2 separate regions of the Mus musculus genome follow, and region 1 is linked to region 2. The links are chromatin contacts, called in public Hi-C maps. All regions are on one chromosome and are shown on one strand. The core of a region is the stretch at or near the end of the contact, and the rest is flanking DNA. Distances in the headings are between cores, read along the strand shown.

Region 1 (4,072 bases), core at 446-2,945, 210 kb before region 2:
GGCTCCTTCGATCTCTGCATCAGCATCTGTAGAGACAGAGGGATCCCGTAAGCTGCTCAGCCAGGCTCTGCCAGCTCGGCAGACTGTGGTCACGGCGCACACATTTCCCACACGTCACAGTAGCTACGTAGTCGGCTTCACAGAGCAAGCTCCAAGTCTTATCATTTGTTCAGCAATATAACAAGGTATGCTTTCCACTTCTGGTGGAAGATCATTAGATGAGAGAATAAAGGGGGCTCTGAAAAGAACCCATGAACCTTTTCTTCTTGGTTCTCAAAATTTACCCCCCAAAATTAATAGGGAGATGTCAGCTAGGTGATTCATGCCAGAGAGTCCATTCTTAAGACATTGTTTGGCAATGGTACTCACCCAGGAGAAAACACTCCTCCCAACTGAACAATCTTTCCCTACGAGCTACACCTCTGCAACGCTTGTGAGTTACAAAGGTGTTTGATATGATGGCAGAAACCTTTGCAGACCTCTGGGTTTAATGTTAATAGGTTGGCGTTACTTGTGAAGAGCTCAGGTTACCTGGGTTTTGGACATTCTGTTTCATGACCTATAAACCATCAGGGCGTGTTCTCTGGGAAAATGTCTCCTGCAGACACACTAAATGAGAAGGACACCAACAAACCATGGCCAGGGCTGAACGTAGAACGTTTCCTGCATGCCAAGCAACAGGAAACGAGTGCTTTCCTGGGCACTCCCGTCTCTTCCCAGGCTTTGCAAGCAGGGCAGAGACAGAAGGAAGAGCAGAGCAAGAATGCAGTGGTGATGCTGATGCTGATGCTGATGCTGATGCTGATGCTGATGCTGATGCTGATGCTGATAAAGCCCAAGTACCAGAAGAGGCACTCAGAGGAGGTCTCTCTCTAGGGGAACAGCTAGCAACAACACAGAAACGTCCTTGTCTTAAAGGCCTATGACTCCACATACTGATGGAGTAATTCCCGTGTTAACAGAGCAGAGTCTAGTTAGCTGAGCAGCCGGCGATTCTGGGTTGTAATAGAAAGCAGGGGACAGGAGGTGTCCAGAGAGCCACAGACCAGCATTTCTATAACAAAGGGTGCAAGATGCCATTCAGGGGGTGAGCTTGAAGATCTATTAAGTTACTTAGGCATTCATCCGCATATGGCCACCTCTGGACCACACCTTCCATGTGCTGACCCTGAGGAAACATGTCCCAGAAAAGCCTGCCTCAAGGATACTAGCCTCTTCTTCATCAGCTGATGCTTCAACTCCAACTGACAAGCGCTCATTGTTCCAGGAAAGCAAAGGTTTCATTTTTGTGGCTTTTAATTCACAATACCACAAGAATAATCACAGTTTAGCTGTGTCTGGGGAATGGCGGCCCCACTGTCTGGTGATGATATTACTTCGTAAACAATCATGTCTTCTGTTTCCTGTATTATCTTCCACTTTTACTAACCTTGGGCATGGGTGTTTGTCAGAGTTGCTTTCCTAAGTTCATTTAACGCTCTTCTGGGTGCCCGTCCTGGCTAGTTTTATGTCTGCTTGATACAAGCTGGAGTCATTTGGGAAGAAGGACTCTGAATTAAGAAAATGCCTCTGCAAGATTTGCCAATAGGCAAGTCTGTGGTGCATTTTCTTAGCCTTGGGGATTGATGGGAGGGCCCAGGCCAATGTGGGTGCTGTCATCCTTGGGCTGGTGGTTCTATAAGGAAGCAGGCTGAGCAAGCCACAAGGAACAGGCCAGTAGCCAGCATTCCTCTGTGGCCTCTGCATCAGCCCCCCACTCCCTTGGGCTCTGACTCAGCTTCCCTCAGGGATGGATTTGTATGCTGTAAGACGAACTAAACTATGCGTTGCTTTTGGTCACAGTGCTTCATCGTAGCAATGCAGTGGTAAACTTTTAACAATAGTTAAAAGTATTGTTCCTGTTCTCAAGATGGGCAACACAGTGTGGGGAGTCTAGCATGGTGGGAATGTATTCTGAGGGGCGCTCTCAGTGTCCAGCTCCAGCAGCTCCTGTCCAGCTCCGGGCCACAGAGCCCACTAGCCAGCATTTATCCTCTTCAAAGCTTCTAGCTTTCTCTCTCTCTCTCTCAACTTCCAAATAGCCTAACTTCCTATGGGTTGATTAATCTGGTCAAAGATTAGCCTGTTACTCATTATGGCCTCAGACATAGGCTAATAATAATAATAATAACTTTTTTCAAAATGTTATCTTATTGTTTATATTTATTATAGAGGTAGTTCATGATTATCAAAGAGATGATAATCAAGAAGGTTAAAATCTCCTTTAAATCTGTAACTCAGAAATAATGGCTACTGACATACTGGCCTAAACTAAAAGATGAAAAAATATTTTGAGATGGGTCTTGCTAGAATTTATGGCTCAGGCTGACCTTGAACTGGGGATCATCCTGCCTTGGCCTGCTGAGCGCTAGGATTGTAGCTGTGTGCCAGCACGTCTAGCAAAAATGATAATGATTATTACTAGTCCAGGCTGGCCACAAACTCATATTTGATCTACTTGCATTTTCTTGTGTCCACTCTTATGTGGGTTATGGATATATGCAACCACATAAGAAATAAATCCTAAATATGATGATTTTTTAAATAACTTGGGTCATGGTGTTCATGCAAACTTCTTTTTCTTGATACATTTCAGGAAGTACAGATATACATCATTCGTTTTCACTGCTGCATAGTAGTTCTTTATGTGAAGCATGAACTTCTTATATTTATTCATATATATTTATACCTTTTTATTAAAATATATGTACAGATAAAGACATTTTAATTTAGTACTCTCATTGGTAAGCAACTCTGGTTTTATGTCATATTTGTCTTCATCTTTGTCCATTTTGTCCTGGAACTGGAGAAGTAGGACTGTGTGCTTTAAATACATAGTTGTAAAACATCCTCAGAGACTTTGAACCAGTTCATAATCACAGCCTCGTATAGGAGGACCGGCTTCTGCGTCCCCCTGCCCTGGTAGAGTTGTTTTTATTATGTGTATTATATGTGTGTGTGTGTACATGTGTATATGCATAGGCATGTGTATGTGCACGCATGTATGTCGACCAGAGTTCAAGGAGTGATGTCTTCCTCAGTTGCCTTGCTCTTTGAGACAGTCTCTCACTAAACCAGGAGTTTGTAGAGTCAGCTAAACTGCTGGGGTCCACCTGTCTCTGAAGCTAGAGTTCCAGGGGTCCCCCTGCCTCTGCCCAGCCCTACACCCTCCAGTGCTGAGTTTATAGAGTGTGCTATTGCAGCTGGCTTTTACACGGGGGCTGGGGGCTTAATGTGTGTGTGGCAGGCACTGAGCTCTCTCCAGCCCCCACAAGGGAGTTGTAAATCATATTATCTTTTCAGTATGGCAGGTAAAAAGGGTCATTTGTCTGCAATTTATGCAAAAACTGAATGCTACAGTTGCTAATGACACTTTCCGTGCACTTGTTTGCCTGCCCCCTCTCTCCTTCCCACCTCCCTCCCTCCTTCCCTGTTTCCCCGCCCCCCCAGTGTGTGTGTGTGTGTGTGTGTGTGTGTGTGTGTGTGTGTGTGTGTGTAAAACAGATGTTGACATTAAGTATCTCTGATGGGCTCAGCACACTTCTGCTGTGCCACTCTGCTGTTCATGTGTGGCCCAGGCTGGCCTTGAACTCCTGATCCTCCTGCCTCTGCCTCCTTCAGCAAATCCTACCAGTAATTCACCACCACATGTGTGAAGTCCCAGGTTCATTCCCCAGCATCTCCAAGCAGCCATAAATTCACTCCACCCCGTGCCCCACCTCCCCTCCGCCCCCAGAGCCCCCAGGGACTATACCACCAACCAAAGAGTACACGCAGTGGGACTCATGGCTCCAGCTGCATATGTAGCAGAGGATGGCTTTATCTGGCACCAATGGGAGGGGGCCCTTGGTCCTGTGAAGGCTCAATGCCCCAGCATAAGAGAATGCTAGGGACATTGGGGCGAGAGTGGGTGGGTGGGTGAGGGAACACCCTCATAGAAACAGTGGGAGGGGGCATGGGATAAGGGGTTTGCAGAAGGGAAACCAGGAAAGGGGATAACATGGGAAGTGTAAATAAACAAAATAACCAATAA
Region 2 (3,876 bases), core at 1,097-3,596:
GCTGATCTCAGAATTCCGCCAGCGCGCTCCGACTTCTTAACTGCCTCGAAAAGATTTATGCGAGCAGAAGGTGTGCACTGGCGGAGTTCAGCTGGCCTTCGCGTCACGGTGAGTTTTTAATTCTGCGTTTTCCTCCCGTCCTAGTTTGAAAGAGGCTTCTACTCTCTCTCTCTGCTCCCGCTCGCCCCGTAAAGTTTGTTTTCAAACCTTGTAAACCCGGTTTCCATCAGTGCGGCCGGAGAATCGCATTCATTAGCCAGGCTGACTTGGGAGAAAAGAAAAGCTACCTTTGTGTACATAATGAGAGCCACCGCGTGGCCGCGGGTAACCGCCGGGAAAGAACGCTCTGGCCTCGAGCCGCCGTGGGTTGGGCTTAGCGGACCCGAGGCGGGTTCCGTGGGGTGGACCCTGAAGCCGCTGTCCAAGTTAGCAAACAAAATGACAAGGCAGTCACCGCCGGGTCCGGACCCGGCTCCTGCCACTCACTCGGTCCAGCTCCTCCTCCCCGAGTCTGTTCTCCCTCCTCTCCCGAGTCCCCGGCGGATGTGAGCCACCAATCCCAGCCACAAACACCAAAAACCCAGAGCGAGGCGGCCCTCAACCGGCGGCTGGGCCCTCCGTGGCCCCCTCCCGCACCACATGAGTCCCGCACCGGGGCGCAGCAGCTGAGTCATCCCCTGCCGGGTCCCGGAAAGCGCTGCGCCAGGGCGGTTTGCAGAGGGGGCTTGCCAGCCGTTGGGTTCTCCCTGGACACTGTCGTGCAACCGCCTCCTGCGCTGATGCCCGCGTGTGCTCACTTAGGGAGCACTCTGCAAACCACAGGATTTAGGGAAGGGGGAGGGTCATTTTAAGGTTCCTGCCTGCTTACTGTGACTCTTCCTCCAGTTGGTTCATTTTGGAAAAACCACCCAAGCTTCTTTTTTGACTCGGGGTTTTAACGCGCTCCTCGGAGGGGGCGCGGCGGAGGCTTGCTTTAATTTCCAACATAATCATAAACAGGTTCCAAAGTCTAGCGGGTCATCCTGTGGCCGCCTTACTGTGGCTCGGCTTTAACCTTGTTTTTACGGGTCTGTCTCCTCCTGCCGGATCTCCACCGAGGTCACAAAACCAGAACAGCCACAAAGCCGAAACTGGAGACAGACACCGGCGGTGACGTCGCTGCTCAGCTTATTTACGTTTGGGGTTTTTCCCCCCCTCTATGGGGAAAGTCTTCTGTGACATGTGACAGTTGCTTTTCTTTGCTTTTTTTTTTTTTTTTTTTTTTTTTTTTTTTAAACAACCGGGCATAGGTGAAAACTAGACCCAGAAGTGCGGGCGTGCGCGTCTCGAAGTCAGCCATAACAGCATCTGGCTTGTATTTGGGGAGGGGACGATTCTCGATTCTTCGTTCAACTCTTTGGAGCTCCCCTCTCAAGCAAAATAAACCAATAGGAATGAGTGTTTATTTAATGGCTAGTTTCTGTTTGAAATACTGAAGGGTGTCCTCTGGTGGGATATTAGCACACAAAGTAGACACTGTTTACTGAAACAGATGAGCAGTCCCGGCGTAGTCCCCCATCTTTTTAAAAAGGCGCGTGGGGGTGGGGGAGTCGCAGTGGGGCACACGCGCGCTCTGGCCGTCCCCCTAGCCCAGACGTTTAAAGAGCATGTGAGCATGACAAGTGTCTATTCGCAACGTGTTAGATTTCGAAACTGCCTTGCAATCCAATCCGGAACTCAGAGCTTTAGCCCGGGGGAATAGACATTTGCCCACGGTGACTATGTCTGCCTCCCCCCACCCCCACTGTCGCTGTTGGCAGAAGAGTCCACGAGGAGGAGGGTGCGCTGTGCCGCGCCCGCGTGTCAATGGCAGCTGCGCCTTCTGGAAGAAGTTGATTCTTGTCTGGAATACTTTTCCTTCGGTGCCCCACCCCTTGAATCAGAAGCTGCTGCCTCCGGCGGCTGGAGCAGAGACAGTGAAGTTTGGGGCAGCTGTCAAAAACAAGGATGGGGGTGTCTTTTCTTCTCTGGGGTGGACAGAGGAGATGTCCTTAAACCTCTCTCCATCCTTTACAAACTAAATGCACTCTTCGCTAGCCCGGGGAGGAAAGGCCCCAAAAGAGAAACCAGTGTGGCCGCTGAGAGCTGAGGGATGGAGATGGTGCTCTCGCCACGGGCAGGCAGGCATGACCCTGCTTCTGGGTTCCGCCAGCGCGTAGAGGGACGGGTGATCTCGGCCCCCAGGCCCAGGGTTGTGGAGCTGGAAGGTGCGGGGGAGGGGCAGAGGAGCGCGGCGGGGCGGGCGGGGGACGGGGCGGGCGGTTGGGGGCGGAGGCAGGACCTCCTGTACCTTCCCTCTGCTCTCTCACTCTGACAGCGCCGAGGTGCGCCGAGTGGAGCGGGAAACAAAGGAGCTGAGTAGGGAGGGAGGGAATTGGGCCAGGGAGAACCCCCGGCTGGCTGCCAGAAGATCCCGACTGGAGGAAGCCCAAGTGTCACTTGAATTCCAACCCAGAAGCCAGCGCCTGAGACCGGAGCACCTTGTTTAGCAATAGTGGTTGGAACACTCTCTTGTAAGTTACCGGAGCACTAGTATAGGAGGAGGATCATCGACTACCCTCCCGCCACTCCACGGCTGCTGGCTCCTAGAAACCCCAGCTTCACCTCTCACTGGGACTCGAGTTCCAGAATGAAAAGCAAGAAGGGTAAGGTGGCGGCGGGCTGTGAGCGCCCGGGGCACCAGTGCGGGACATGTGCGGGCCGCGCCGGATCGGGAGAACACTGACTTGATGGGACTTTTCGGACCAGTGGCTCCCCGGCTGGATTGGTGGCTGTTCTCTTTGTTGAGGCTGTGTCTCTGATGGCAGTTGGTGTTCTTTTCCTTCTAGACACAACCCGAGGGGCTGTTGTGGGGAGGCTGAGCCGCGCCACGCTGTTGGCACGTTGTCAAGAACCACGCTCAGCGCCTTGTTTGTACGCCTCCAAGTTTCATTGTCTTCCTGACACCCCATGCTCGGCCCAGGCGCCGCGTGGTTTCTAGTGCCGTTTCTGGGGCAGGGCTTTGCGGTTGATGTTCTAGGAGACCCTGGCACCTCGCTTTTCCCTGTGGGGGGTCCTTGGCGAATTCCAGTCGCCTTACCTTTTGTCTAAAAGTTTGTAGTTCCGGGTGTTCTCTCACTCCTCGCCGGATCCTGGCAATGTTTTTTTTTTTTTTTTTTTTAAAGAGATGTGTTTTTCACTATCAAAGGAATGTGATCCGGGACCCCCACACATATCGCCCTAGGGCGAGCATAGCTTTGGAAAGATGGACTTTAAAATTTTTACTAGTTTCTGAAAGTTTTCCCACGATGAATTTAGGACCGCGTGTGCTGTTAGAACACAAGTACCATGCAGTCGAAAACTGTCCAAGTGTGACAAGCAGGCTTGGTTGTAAGTGCAAAAAGCGAGGCTGTCATTGTTTCCACCAAAGCTTTACAACTAAAACTTGCCGTCAGTCTGGTTTAAAAACAAAACACACTGGGGAGGAAGGGGGGAAAAAAAAAACCCAAAAGGTCAAAGACTGTGAAGTCCCTTTTGAAGCTAACTTTGGAGTCCCTGACTGGGAGGTCCCTCGAGTGTTCCAGTCGTGGACTGGAGTTGGCTTTTTTTGTTGTGATTTATGTGGAGTGGTTCAAAACAGAAGTTAATCGCTTGGAGAAGCGGGCGGGGGGAAGGGGGCGCTGGTGCGCATGCCCGGGAGCTTCCTCGAGTTTGTTACTCCACATTCTTTCAGACCTAGACCGCGACTGCAGTTCCAACGGAACACGGTTATAGCAGCTGCCGCCAAACACGCTTCCTCACGGGGTTTCTCCGCGCTTCCTACCTTAGAGAGTTGGGTGGATGTTATTCTGTGAGAGA

Evidence for each region. A called contact is a pair of places that touch in the nucleus more often than the background predicts.
Region 1: a contact with region 2 is called in a Hi-C map of adipose-derived mesenchymal stem cells, with 2.9 times the contacts expected there. The contact joins the enhancer-like site here to the promoter of Tgif1 in region 2. A contact is called at or near these places in 2 of 39 promoter capture datasets (the 3T3-L1 cell line and macrophages), 5 of 484 Hi-C or Micro-C datasets (adipose-derived mesenchymal stem cells, erythroblasts, muscle stem cells and 2 more), 1 of 115 datasets of contacts at active chromatin or transcription factors (bone marrow-derived macrophages) and 2 of 9 other capture datasets (adipose tissue and liver).

What each region holds. Positions count from the first base shown.
Region 1 is chr17:71,057,079-71,061,150 of GRCm38.p6, reverse strand. Myom1 (myomesin 1) reads right to left here. Exons shown (of 37, transcript NM_001083934.1): 11 at 1-26. Among named protein-coding and RNA genes, the nearest start is that of Myom1, 40 kb to the right of the region's middle. Within about 2 kb of position 1,695, at least 39 of the 459 cell types and tissues checked have an H3K27ac peak or open chromatin away from gene starts, as enhancers often do. A contact at or near this core is called in adipose-derived mesenchymal stem cells and muscle stem cells, where this site is marked.
Region 2 is chr17:70,849,680-70,853,555 of GRCm38.p6, reverse strand. It overlaps Tgif1 (TGFB-induced factor homeobox 1), which reads left to right and starts at 2,346. Exons shown (of 3, transcript NM_009372.3): 1 at 2,346-2,684. The coding sequence starts at 2,669. It overlaps Gm36856 (a long non-coding RNA gene), which reads right to left and starts at 16. Exons shown (of 2, transcript XR_876932.3): 1 at 1-16.